2 separate regions of the Anser cygnoides genome follow, and region 1 is linked to region 2. Evidence: chromatin contacts called from public Hi-C data. All regions are on one chromosome and are shown on one strand. The core of a region is the stretch at or near the end of the contact, and the rest is flanking DNA. Distances in the headings are between cores, read along the strand shown.

Evidence for each region. Hi-C and Micro-C count contacts between places; a contact is called where the count stands out from the background.
Region 1: a Hi-C map of granulosa cells shows a contact between it and region 2, with 1.8 times the contacts expected there. The contact joins the promoter of LAMB1 here to the enhancer-like site in region 2. A contact is called at or near these places in 4 of 7 Hi-C or Micro-C datasets (fetal liver, granulosa cells and liver).

What each region holds. Positions count from the first base shown.
Region 1 is chr1:15,788,922-15,794,545 of Taihu_goose_T2T_genome, reverse strand. LAMB1 (laminin subunit beta 1) reads left to right here and starts at 2,338. Exons shown (of 33, transcript XM_048068535.2): 1 at 2,338-2,546; 2 at 2,681-2,850; 3 at 4,953-5,088. The coding sequence starts at 2,522. LOC106042017 (a long non-coding RNA gene) reads right to left here and starts at 4,953. Exons shown (of 7, transcript XR_010828393.1): 1 at 4,532-4,953; 2 at 2,610-4,442; 3 at 1,568-1,771; 4 at 1,290-1,442; 5 at 1-963.
Region 2 is chr1:15,747,963-15,753,827 of Taihu_goose_T2T_genome, reverse strand. It overlaps LAMB1 (laminin subunit beta 1), which reads left to right. Exons shown (of 33, transcript XM_048068535.2): 30 at 1-84; 31 at 907-1,083; 32 at 2,309-2,468; 33 at 3,371-3,701. The coding sequence ends at 3,507. It overlaps DLD (dihydrolipoamide dehydrogenase), which reads right to left. Exons shown (of 14, transcript XM_048068536.2): 14 at 5,803-5,865. Among named protein-coding and RNA genes, the nearest start is that of DLD, 18 kb to the right of the region's middle. Within about 2 kb of position 4,542, at least 1 of the 3 cell types and tissues checked has open chromatin away from gene starts, as enhancers often do.

The sequences.
Region 1 (5,624 bases), core at 1,089-3,588, 43 kb before region 2:
CCAGGTAATGCCAGGGAAGGAGCTCGGATTTCCTGCAGGTTTAAATGTGGCTGCTACACTGCACCTGAGCAAGGCAAGCCGGAGCTCTCACATTAAAATTTCAATTGTGTATAAAACAAAAGTGCTTCATTCACGGCTTTAAAAATCTGAATTCACAAGCAGAAACCTGACAAATTTCATCTTAAAATGCCACTGCTGCCTGGGCTGCTCAGCGAGGTAGTTGCCACATGGCTGCCAGGATGAAATGTCCTTGAACACAAGGCAGTAAAACAGGCCTGGAGAGGAAATGTATCCATGGGAGGAACAGAAATTGCTGGGAGAAAAGCAGGAATGGGAAGAAGAAAGCCTGCACAGAGTCCCAGTTGTGTGCTCAGAGCACACCAACCAAGTGGGACAGGTAGCCACAGGCCCCCAGGTCCATTTGTGACAACTGCTGAGGTTTAAAACTGGGTAGCATTCCCTGCTGGAAGCGGCACAAAACCTTTTAAAGTATTTTTGAAAAGTCAATCTCTGTGAAAATGCTTGATCTGGTTCAAAACCACCTGTTTGTAGCTCTTCCTTCCAGTTCTCTTTCTTGCGGATAGAAGTGGCTTCCGAAAAATGTTTATTGAAAAAAAAATAATGAAATAGGTATCTTCTTATACAGCATTTTGACTTCGATGATATCAAACACAATACAAACAACATTTAACCAATGCCACATGCAATCACAGACATTTAATCAAATGTGGTTTCGCCAGCTCTGATTGCTGGGTGTTCAACCACTGCGGTAGTACAAGAGAACAGGCGATAAATCGGGTCCCACTGAGGTCAGAGACAACTCCGAACGTGGTTCTTGGAGGAAACTTCCAGCCACACAGAAACACAACACCAGCAGTGCCAGCAGCCTGACCACAGCATGAAGTGCTCCACAGAGCAAGCTTAGCCCATTTAGATTAAGGGGAGGACAGCAGTTCTGCAAGACTAAGAAACAGAAAAAGGAGGAGAATATTTCAATAAAAAAATTGAAAAAATATGGGACAGAAAAGAACCCAGTGGAAGTGAAACACGCTGCTGTTGCACATGCACAGGGAGGATGCTGCAGAGCACCGCTGCCTTTCTGCCGTTTACTGGTACAGCTCGCCAACCACAGCAGAGTAAAACATTTTTTCTGAGTAGGATAAACATATTTGTTGGATTGATACTTAAATGCAAAGCCATGCTGTGATTTACACGACAGGATTGTGAAATTCTATGAGTTTCGTGAATTCAAAAGACCACGTTGCAAAAGAGGTTTAGAATAACAATACCTGCCCTGCCAGCTAGAATGGTTTAATTTCCTGGGTATCTTTAATGAAACACAGCCACCGCTTCTTCAGTCGAGGGCCCTGGGTTATGTTTCGGACGTGGTGTTTAACCTTTAGGGCAAGTCGCTCGGTATCTCTCTGTTTCTGCTTATCCATCTGTAAAACGAGAGCGAGCATATTTACCTACCCGGCAGGGTTTTGTGGGACACACAGCCCGCCGCGTGTTTCCATTCAGGGACTGCAAACAGCGAGGGCAAAGTGTTCCCGAGGCACTCCGGTACCTGGTGAAGGTTTACACGCCAGCTCACGCACTACGCGCGCACTAGCAAAGCTCACACGTGTGAACGTGGGCGCCCATTTCAGTGTGTGCCAAGCCAGGGCTGTGCTCCGGAGACCTCCATTTCCAACCTCCACGCCGGCTTCACCGTTTCCTGAGAGCAGCAGGAGGGCAAACGCAGATGGACAGGCAGGCGGACGAGATCCCCCTGAAACAACAAACTGCCCCGCTCGCCCCGCCATCTCCATCCCAGCACTGCCTCGACCTAATGGCAAACGGGCTGGTGGCCCCTCGGGCTGCTCGGTGGCCTCAACCTGATGGCAAACGGGCTGGTGGCCCCTCGGGCTGCTCGGTGGCCATCGAGCATTGCACGCGGTGGCTGTGGCCCTTCACCGCGCCAGCGGCCTCGCCACGCAGGGTGGCCCCCTCCATCCACCCCCAGCAGCGGTGGGGGCTCCCTGCGGGGTGCTGAGCCCCCCCAGCCCGGCTGGGGGCCCGGGCAGGAGGCAGAATGTGGCCAAGCACCCCCAGTCCCACAGCGAGCGCTTTCTGGTGGCCCCGTCGGTGGTGCCCGCTCCCCCGGGGGGTCGGGGGGGGTCCCCTCCTCTCCCCCCTCAGGTCGTTCCCCCTCGCCCCAGCCTCTCCCCCCGGGCTCCCCCCTTCCCCACAGCCCCTTCCCCACGGCCCGGGCAGCAGCGGGAAGAGGGGAAGGGAAGGGAAGGAGGGAAGGGGCCGGGCCGGGCCCGCCCCGCCGTCGGGCCGGGAGCTCGGCGGGGAGGGGACGAGGGGGAGGGCCGGGGGGGGCCGCCCGGCGGCTCGGAGCCGCTCCCGGGGAGCCGCGGGGAAGCTGCGGCGCCTGCGTGGAGCCAAGCGGCGGCGGGGGAGCTTCCGGAGCGGGGGTCCCGTCCCGTCCCGTCCCGTCCCGTCCCGTCCCGTCCCGGTGCCGTCGGTGCCCGCCATGGCGCTCCTCCCGCTCTACCTCGGTAACCGCCGCCCGGCCCCGCTCCCACCGCCGTCGGGGCAGGGGGCTGCGGGCCCGGCCTCACCTCGTGTCCCCCCTTCTTCTTCTTCTTCTTCTCTCCCCTCTCTCCGTGTCCCCCCGACCCCGGCCCCGCAGCGCTGTGGGTCGCGGCGGCTCAGGAGCCCGAGTACAGCTCCGGCTGCGCCGAGGGCAGCTGCTACCCCGCCACCGGCGACCTCCTCATCGGCCGCGCCGCCCGCCTCTCCGCCTCCTCCACGTGTGGCCTCCGCCAGCCCGAGCCCTACTGCATCGTCAGCCACCTCCAGGTGAGCCCCCCGACGGCGGGGGGGGGGCGTCGGGGGGGCCGGGGGCACCGAGCTCCCCCCCCCAGGAGCCAGCCGAGCCCCGACGGGGGGGACGCGGCGGGGCCGGTGCCGCGTTTGGGGGAGCCCCCCCCGGGGCTTAACGGGAACGAAGAGCCGGGGTAAGTCCTGTTAACGCTCGGGGTAAGTGCAATTAACACCGGGGGTGAGTGCAATTAATGCTCGGGGGTTTTTTTTACAGCCTTAACGCGGAGCCGTCTAGACAGCTTCCTGATTGGAAGTGGTCGGTAGGAGCCGGTTATAACGTCTTGGCCGCTGTTCTCGTCATATAACTGCATCTGTATGGCCTCCGAGTAAAAGGAGGCAGATAGGCTCGCCTGGTGGAAGGCACAGCCTTTAAGAGACGTTTACAGGAGAGTATTTAAGGTCCGCGAGACGCGAGGGGTGGCGGATGGGAGCGGGATCTCCGCTGGGTTAGGTGGAAAGTGAGGGAATAACCCCAGGCTGAAGGAGCTGCCGAGACAATGGGGACGGATCCTGACACCGGGAAGGGGGACGCCTCCCGTTTGTGCCCTGAAGTTCCAAATCTCCCCGCCGCCCGGTGTTGCCGCGCTGCTCTGTCTGCCGGAGGTAACGGTGGGTTTAACACGGGGGGTAGCCTCGCTGCAACGTTTTCGGCACACGTTGGGGTTGGTTTCTGTGCATCTCTCCCACAAAGAAGTAACAAAGGCGCCTTGTTAGTTTCATTGTCCCAGAAAATGCTGAAGTTCCCAGGTGGTTTATGTTAAAAGCGCCGCCTCAGATGGTTTTAACGCGCCCTCGTTCCCGATCTCGCAGCCCCGTTTCGGTGTTTGTCTGATATGTCCCCGCTTAGTTCCGAACCGCAGGCGGTACTGAGGAAATCTGCCAGGCTGTGGGCGCAGGAAGGTGCCGAGCGTCCCCTTCATCACACGGGGCCGAGCACTTGGCAGGACGGGACCTTTCGGTGTTGGGCAGCGATTCGGTGGGAGAAGGACGAGTGGCTGCAGGGGGCCGATGCTGCGGGATGGGATGAGAGGGGACGGGAGGGCATGGGCGCCTTCCCAGCCCCGCAGGACTCAGTGAAATGGGAAATCAGCGTGGCACAGACCTGCCAGCTCACGTGTTCCTGGCTGGCAAAGCACCGCGCGTCCGTCTCCCCAGCCGCGCTGCAGGGATGGAGCCCACAGCGCTCGGCTGCTGCTGTGCCGGGGCTGGGCGCCCCTGCAGCGTTAGGAGCCCCTCTGCCCCCCCTGCACTGCCACACGTGGTTAATTTCTGGCAGAAACCCTCCCTTTCGGTTCAGCTCGAGTCTTACCTTGCAAGCTTTGCATGGTTTTGGCAGCCCTGTGTAAAAGTAGTGTATATAGCAAAAGTCACGGTGGGTTTTTGTCCTTTTGGTGAAGAAGCGCTTGTCCATTTTCCCAAAAAAACACGTGCCAGGCGTGTACCCAGCTGTCTTGTAGGGTGTGCAGGCTGGGTTTGCGTGCTTAGCTTGAGATTGCAGTCACAGCTGAAGGTGCGTGGATGCGGTGTAGGTAGGAGCCTGAAAAGCTGGATTCAGCATAGAGCTAACCCTACAGGAAAAAGACCCGGTCAGTGAATCACCGGTGGGCTATACGTGCATTGAGACTCCATGGGGATGTCCCTACCGTGGAGAACTTACATCTCAAAGCTAGCTCCTAAAAGCCAGGGTTACATCACTCAAGTTTTTGAAGGTGCAGTTTTGCGTGCGTACGTTTCGGTTCAGGGATTTTCTGGAGATGCTGCCTCTGGTTATGAGCTCTGCTGGGGAATCGGCATGCTGGCAGGGATTTCCTGAACCCGCAGCTCAGCTGGGAAGTGTGCTCTCATAGAAACACAGTGTATGGAATTCCTGGCATATCTTCCATCGCGCAATTTGCATTAATTCGAAAAGGTAAATACACTTATCAATTATAAAAAAAACAAAACGAACACCACACCTTCGATGCCTCCTGCAGGCAAAATTCAGAGGAATGTGATATGGATGGAAAATACTCTTATCTGCAGGAAACAACTATTGCCCGTGGATAAAATCAGTAATGCCAGTTATCTTGTTGTTTCAGGAGGACAAAAAATGTTTCATATGCGACTCTGAGGATCCCTTCCATGACACCCTCAATCCCGACAGCCATCGCATCGAAAACGTGGTCACCACATTTGCTCCGAATCGCCTGAAGCTCTGGTGGCAGTCAGAAAACGGTATGCAGCTTGTCTGGGAACCGTTCCCCGGGCTGGGAGTCGCTTTCCCTTCTTTTGTCTGAGGGTACCGACGTGTTTGCTGTTAGCTCAGGGCTGGTAATCGCTGCTGTGGGAAGGATCACGCTGGTAGCGGAGGGCTGAGTAAAACTGGCTGCTTTTGTGTGTCCGTAACGAAGCCCCGTGAACCCTCCAGGAGTGCTGGAAAGAGCTCTCTCCCGCCGCTCTGTGAGAATCCTTTCCTAAAAAGAGAAGTTTCCCACCCCGGCTCCAGATCTGCCTCATGTTTGGGCAGAGGCAGCGGCGCAGCCTTCCAGCGGCGAGCATCCCGGGGCAGCCAAGGCAGGAAGCGCCGCAGGGCTTCCCCGCTTCACCGCTGCCGCTGGGGGAGCCGGGGGAAGGAGGTGGGCTGGGGGCTGCCGGGCTGTGGTCCTGCCCTCAGACCTCCACCTCCCTGCCTTCCCTGCCCCAGGCACCCTACGTTCCTGTACTCGCGTGCCAAACGGTAAAATGAACACCAGAAATGAGCCAGCAATTTT
Region 2 (5,865 bases), core at 3,293-5,792:
GCTGAAAAGGCACAAAATGCAGCTGAAAAAGCCATAAAACAAGCTGATGAAGATATTAAAGGAACTCAAGACCTGCTGACCTCAGTAAGTTATTTCCTTAAGATACGGAAACAGCAACACATCTGAAACCAATGTAAGGATGTCTAGGCAAGGCTCTCGGGTACTACAAATAAAAGACTGCACTTAAAATGAATCTAAACCATTCTCGCTTTATATAAACTTTTGAGTTAGTATGACGTAACTAGAGAATTAGGGAGCTACAATCCTGCTCATTTGACTTCAGTGGTGTAAGGTATGGATGGGGGTGAGAAAAGCCTTTTTCTTAGGGCTTTCTCTAACACAGCAGGTGTGCCAAGATCCCTGCAAAGTCATACATACCCAACCCATTGTTGCTGTAGTGTGTTGGCATAACCGTGCTATCTAGCAATGGCATCCACTGCAGCAGGGGACTAAGAAAACTAATGCTGTACTAAAGTGGTAATTGCTGTAGTCTCATCAGATAATATATTTTTAGACTTTAACTCTGTACCCTGGTCTCATGAGAGCAATATCTATGCCCATGAAGTTTGGCTAGCTTAAGAGACAGGCAGCTTCAGCCATTTAACACTATCATTTAATAATGAACTTGTGAAGTTCTGTTTGCAGATTAAGCAATTCTTGCATGTGTAATACAATCAAGTCTTTTCTACTGAGGTTCTGTAATGCTTTTGCAGCCCTCTATAAACCTGATCTTCAAGCAGTGGGTTTTTTCACCCTGACTGCAGTTGTCCATTTTTAATGAAACTGCAACACCTTTTTATATCAGATCTGTGGACATGACCTAATTAGTTGATCGGGGCTTACTCAGAAAGTTTGTATTATATTTAGGAACTTTTGAAAGCATATCTTTGTCCCTCCTTTTATTAGATTGAATCTGAAAATGCAGCATCTGAAGAAACACTGAACAACGCCACTTTACGTCTGTTTGAGCTAGAGAGGAGTGTTGAAGATCTTAAGCAAAAGGCTGCTACAAATTCAGAGAACGTGGATAAGATAGAAGAAAAAGCTGGCACTGCAAAACAAAATGCCGAAGACGTTAAGCAGGTGAGAAAGTTGGGAAAAATGCTAAAGGAAAGCCAATAAAACTTACCCCAGGTATGGCTAGGGGAACATTACTGAATATATTTCATTTATTGACCAAGCACTGAGGACAAAAGTAGTGTTTAATGCACTTACCAGAGATACCTGCTTTTATTCATGTTGTTACCAAATACAAAGAGAAGTATTAGGAATTTATCAGTTTCTAGAATAGCTGTAGAAAACACATCTTGCTGTCACGCTGTCAGCCTTTCATAGATTTGGTTCTGTCCCTCAGCTTCACCATATGCCACAAATGCATTGGCTAATTTTTTTTAATCTCTATTTTTGTTTCTGCAGTGATGGTCAGGCCAAACAAATCAAAGTTTGGCATATACAGAATTAAATGGCAAGAAAAAAAAATCCTTAGCTCAGTATAAAACCAGTCTCATTTCTAAGTACCAGAGATACAAAACTCACTCTGACCACGTGCAGGCACTCCCAGTGTCTGCTCTACACCTTCGTAACACCAAAAGAATGTTCGTTAACAAAACATGTGACAAATCCGCCAAAGAAAGTTTCATTCCTCCAGTCTTTTGGCTGGAATTAGCCCATCAGTCTCAAGAGAGAGATCTTCTGCCAAGACAGGGATACGTTATCCATCAAATCAATTATTTCCAAACACTAAATAGTATTTCAGGTGGTTGTCAAGTAAACCCAAGAGACTTCCAGCACTGCTGCAGAATGTTAACTCGCCTGTTAGTTGAATTCATGTGGGTGACAGTACTCCTTTAACCTCACAGAGAAAAAAAGCACAGCTGAGAAGCCAACCTGATGTCTTCTCCAGCACCTTCACCTACGCGAACCAGGCAGCTGCCCTCTTCTTACTGAAAGGGCAGCGAGGTTATTCCTCCCTAAACGCATACGTTCAACCAGAAGCATAGCCAATTCCTTAACCGTCTCAGCTGTGCTAGGGGCCATAGCTTCCACAAGTTACACAACTGTGTAACTGAATCCTGTAAATCCTTGCCAAGTATTAAAGTGTAGAATTGCCACAGATCTGCAAGAGGGCAACTGAGCCTTCGTGCCAACCCTTAAAACCTCGAGTATTAAACAGGATATACCCCCGACCCTGTTTCTGCCTTTGTTACCTGAGCTTACAGCCTGTGCTCTCCTTACCCCGAACACTGAGCAACTCCCCTTGCATTGTCTTTTGAGCGGCTCCATCTTGTGTTTGAATCTGGAACAACAGGTCCTCAACACCGAGCTGAACAGCAAGTACAAAACGGTGGAAGATCTCATTGCCAAGAAAACAGAGGAGTCGGCCGACGCTAGGAGGAAAGCTGGCATGTTGCAAGATGAAGCTAAAGCCCTGTTGGCTCAAGCAAACAGCAAACTCCAGCTGCTCAAAGGTAAGGCTGTTCTGAGCAGGCAAGTCGTTATCTTCAGAATACAAAGCACTAGCGTGCTGTTAAACCAAGTATTCAGCAGCAGCAGGAAAAGAAAAAGGAAATTAATTCTTTGTTGCTGAGGTTTGAACAGATTTCCTTATTAGGGACACAACATAGCCTTGAATCAAAGATTTGCATTAAAAAGAAGAGCTAAAATTTACAGTGAGACACAAACTTTTGGTATGGCACCTCTCAGTGTTCTAAGAATCCTTACAGGGTGGAATTAAAATGTAACTACCATGATTAGGATGAGGACTAGCCCATTTGGCAACACTAAAAGCAGCCCATTTCTTGACAGACTACCCAGAACACCATCTTCAAACGGTAGTCCCCTTACCCCCACCCTGGAATGCTGTTGAAACAAAAGGCAGTTAGGATACAGCAGTTCCAGTTTACAGATGAATTTAACATTTACAATTGCCATGTAAAGTCGACTGAAGCGGGAGAGGGCAGCCTGCCCGTAACTGCCAGGGAGGAAGCTGAGTTTTCCTCCTGTTTTTGCCAGTCCAGGAACCTATTCTTCCCCTTAGTTGCTCCAGCACAATTACAATGAATCACTGAATAGTTTTGGCTTGTCATAATCACGACATTTCAGGTCAACACAAAACACCAAACAAATGGCAGTTATTTTCAACTTGAATCAAAGTATACCTTTTCCACTTAGAGAAAATTACTTCCATGTTGCTTTATGTCCCCACATTAAGGAAACAAAAGGTGCCATTCCAGCCTTTGCTATTTTTTTTGGTCAGATTTTCTTCCACAAGAAAATAAACTTGGTAGTTTATCCGTAACAGCTATGATTTATATTTTACTGCATTAAAACATACCTAATTACACTGTTTTTCCTTTTCCTTTGCTGACAGACTTGGAAAATACATATGAAAACAATCAAAAAGTTCTCGAAGACAAAGCCAAGCAGCTGGTGGAGCTGGAAGAGACAGTTCGCTCCCTCTTACAGACAATCAGCCAGAAAGTTGCTGTTTATAGCACTTGCTTATAAAAGGAAGCAGAAAATGCTTATGTTCAGGATGGGGCATTTTTTTTTTTTTTTTTACAAGTATTACACTAGATTTTTTTTGACATTACACTAAGACCTGATAAAGTGAACAGGTTTTATATTGACTTTTAAGTCACAGAACCAAAGACAAGTAACTTTTTGACATTGAAAATAAACAGTACTTTTGTATCACTGTATGCACCTCGTATGACTCATTAAGTTCCTTGCTGTTTTCAGTAGCTGAAAAAGTAAATCAATTAATCCTTTAGGTTCTGCAAATCTTGTTTTTAAAATAGCTAGAGATCTAATAAAATAGGGGTTCCAACTGCATAATTCTAAATAGGGGTTCCAGTTACTGTGAAATACAGCATGATAACTCAGAACAGTTAGTAGTGAAAGAAGAAATACCATCTGTGTGGTTAGCTAGCATTTGCACCCTACTACTTACTGCACAAAGAATATTTAACCTCTGCATGATACCCATTTAGGCTTAAAACAAGTTTAACTTCACTGAAATACTTTTTGAGAGGTCAGCACTGAAGGGGTTCTGCAAACCACATGTGATAAACCATCGTTGGAGGATCAAGACTCTCTAGAAGAAAGCTACCAAGTTCATAGGGCACTTAATGTGAAGCAGTTAAGGAGTTGTACAGACTCTTAAAGCAGCACACTGAAGCTCCCTAAGAGCAGCTTGTACTTAACAAAACACAAATAAGACTTTTTTTTTTTGAAGTGCAAGAGTGATATCCAGTTCATATAAACTGTGTACTTAAGTTCAAAGTTACTATAGAACAGCGCACCTTCAGCCAACCACACAGTAATTGTAGTAATTGGTCTGTAGTATTAACTAACTTATGTGCAAGTTAGCATCCTCATCTGCAACAGGCATTTACATATCCTGACTGCTAACTCTGACCTGAGAAACATATTTGGATGTATTCTTTGATCAACAATTTACCTCACCTTGACTGTGAGCAGAAGCTGGTCAGGGCAACTACAGCTGAATTATAGCGCCACCTATGGAAACTGAAGAGCAGCACACGTAAATCATCATCCAGCCTTCACACATTACAAACACTAGAACAAAAAAATCCAGAACAGGAATTGCTTACCACAGCAGCATCATTTAACAGCTGTTAAAAATAAAATCTGCAAACTTTGTAACATTCAGGCTTATTCCTACCTCTACAAGCACTCTTCGTATATTTACCTAGAGCAGAAATGATACTGGGAAGTAACAATACCATAACAATCCCAGGCCTTGATTTTTATTTTCAAGTGTCTGGGAGACAAATCTCTGGTACAATTTTAGTAGCAGTCTTCAAAGCGTTTCAAACTCCAAAAATTTAACAAGAACAAGATGACATATGAGAATTTGTAACTGATGAATCCCAAGGCTGAACCACAGCAAGACTGTCAAAAACTGCCACAATTATGAGGGGAGGGGAGGAGTGGACACAAAAGTATTTCTTAGAGAGCAGGGCTTCTATCTAGAACTTGCAAAGTGTCAGATGAACACTTAATAGAATTTACCCATAGGGAGAAGTGATTCTGAAATGCCTAGATCTTTGAGAATCGTGTTCTTCCTCCCTCATTCTATTGTCTTGCCTTTGCTTTATTTCAGCAACATCCTACTAACACCCACCTGAAAGGAGATCCACATTAAGTCACTTACTCCACTAATTCAAGGATACACTGCATTATCTCTTAGCCTGGTGATGAGCTTAAAGACCCTGGTTGATTCCCATCTACTTTTCAAACAGAGGTTATAAAAACAAAATTAAGAATAGTATTACAGGTGTATATAGATTAATTGATATCTTAAGGAAACTGTACATTTCATAGAATCACAATGGTTTGGGTTGAAAGGGACCTTTAAAGATCACCTGGTCCCTGCAGAGGGCTGGACATCTTCCACTTAGACTGGTTGCTCAAAGCCCTATTCAACCTGACTTTGAATCTTCTTCCATCTCTCAGCACGGACAGCAATTCAATACTTGAATTAGAAGCTCTAAAGAAAGGCAAAGTGACATAACCATCTTGTCTATACATAAAGTCAAGTAGCTTTTGCAGATTTTTTTTTAAAGCATTTCTTCATTTATCATTCCAACGGCATAATGGAAAAGGACACGTACAATATCAGCACACATTAAGATTTTCTTCAAGGCAGAAAAGCATAACAAAAAAAAGGCACCTTGCAAAACAAGTGAGCTACTGGAATTGGGCACATTCCCTATACACATTAGGGATATTCCAAAGATGCTATTTGTGACAAACAAAACCCAATATAACCCTCCAGCCAGCCATGTTAAATATTTATTAAGCTCTCTTGCTACAGCAGAGACACAAAGAGAGCACAAA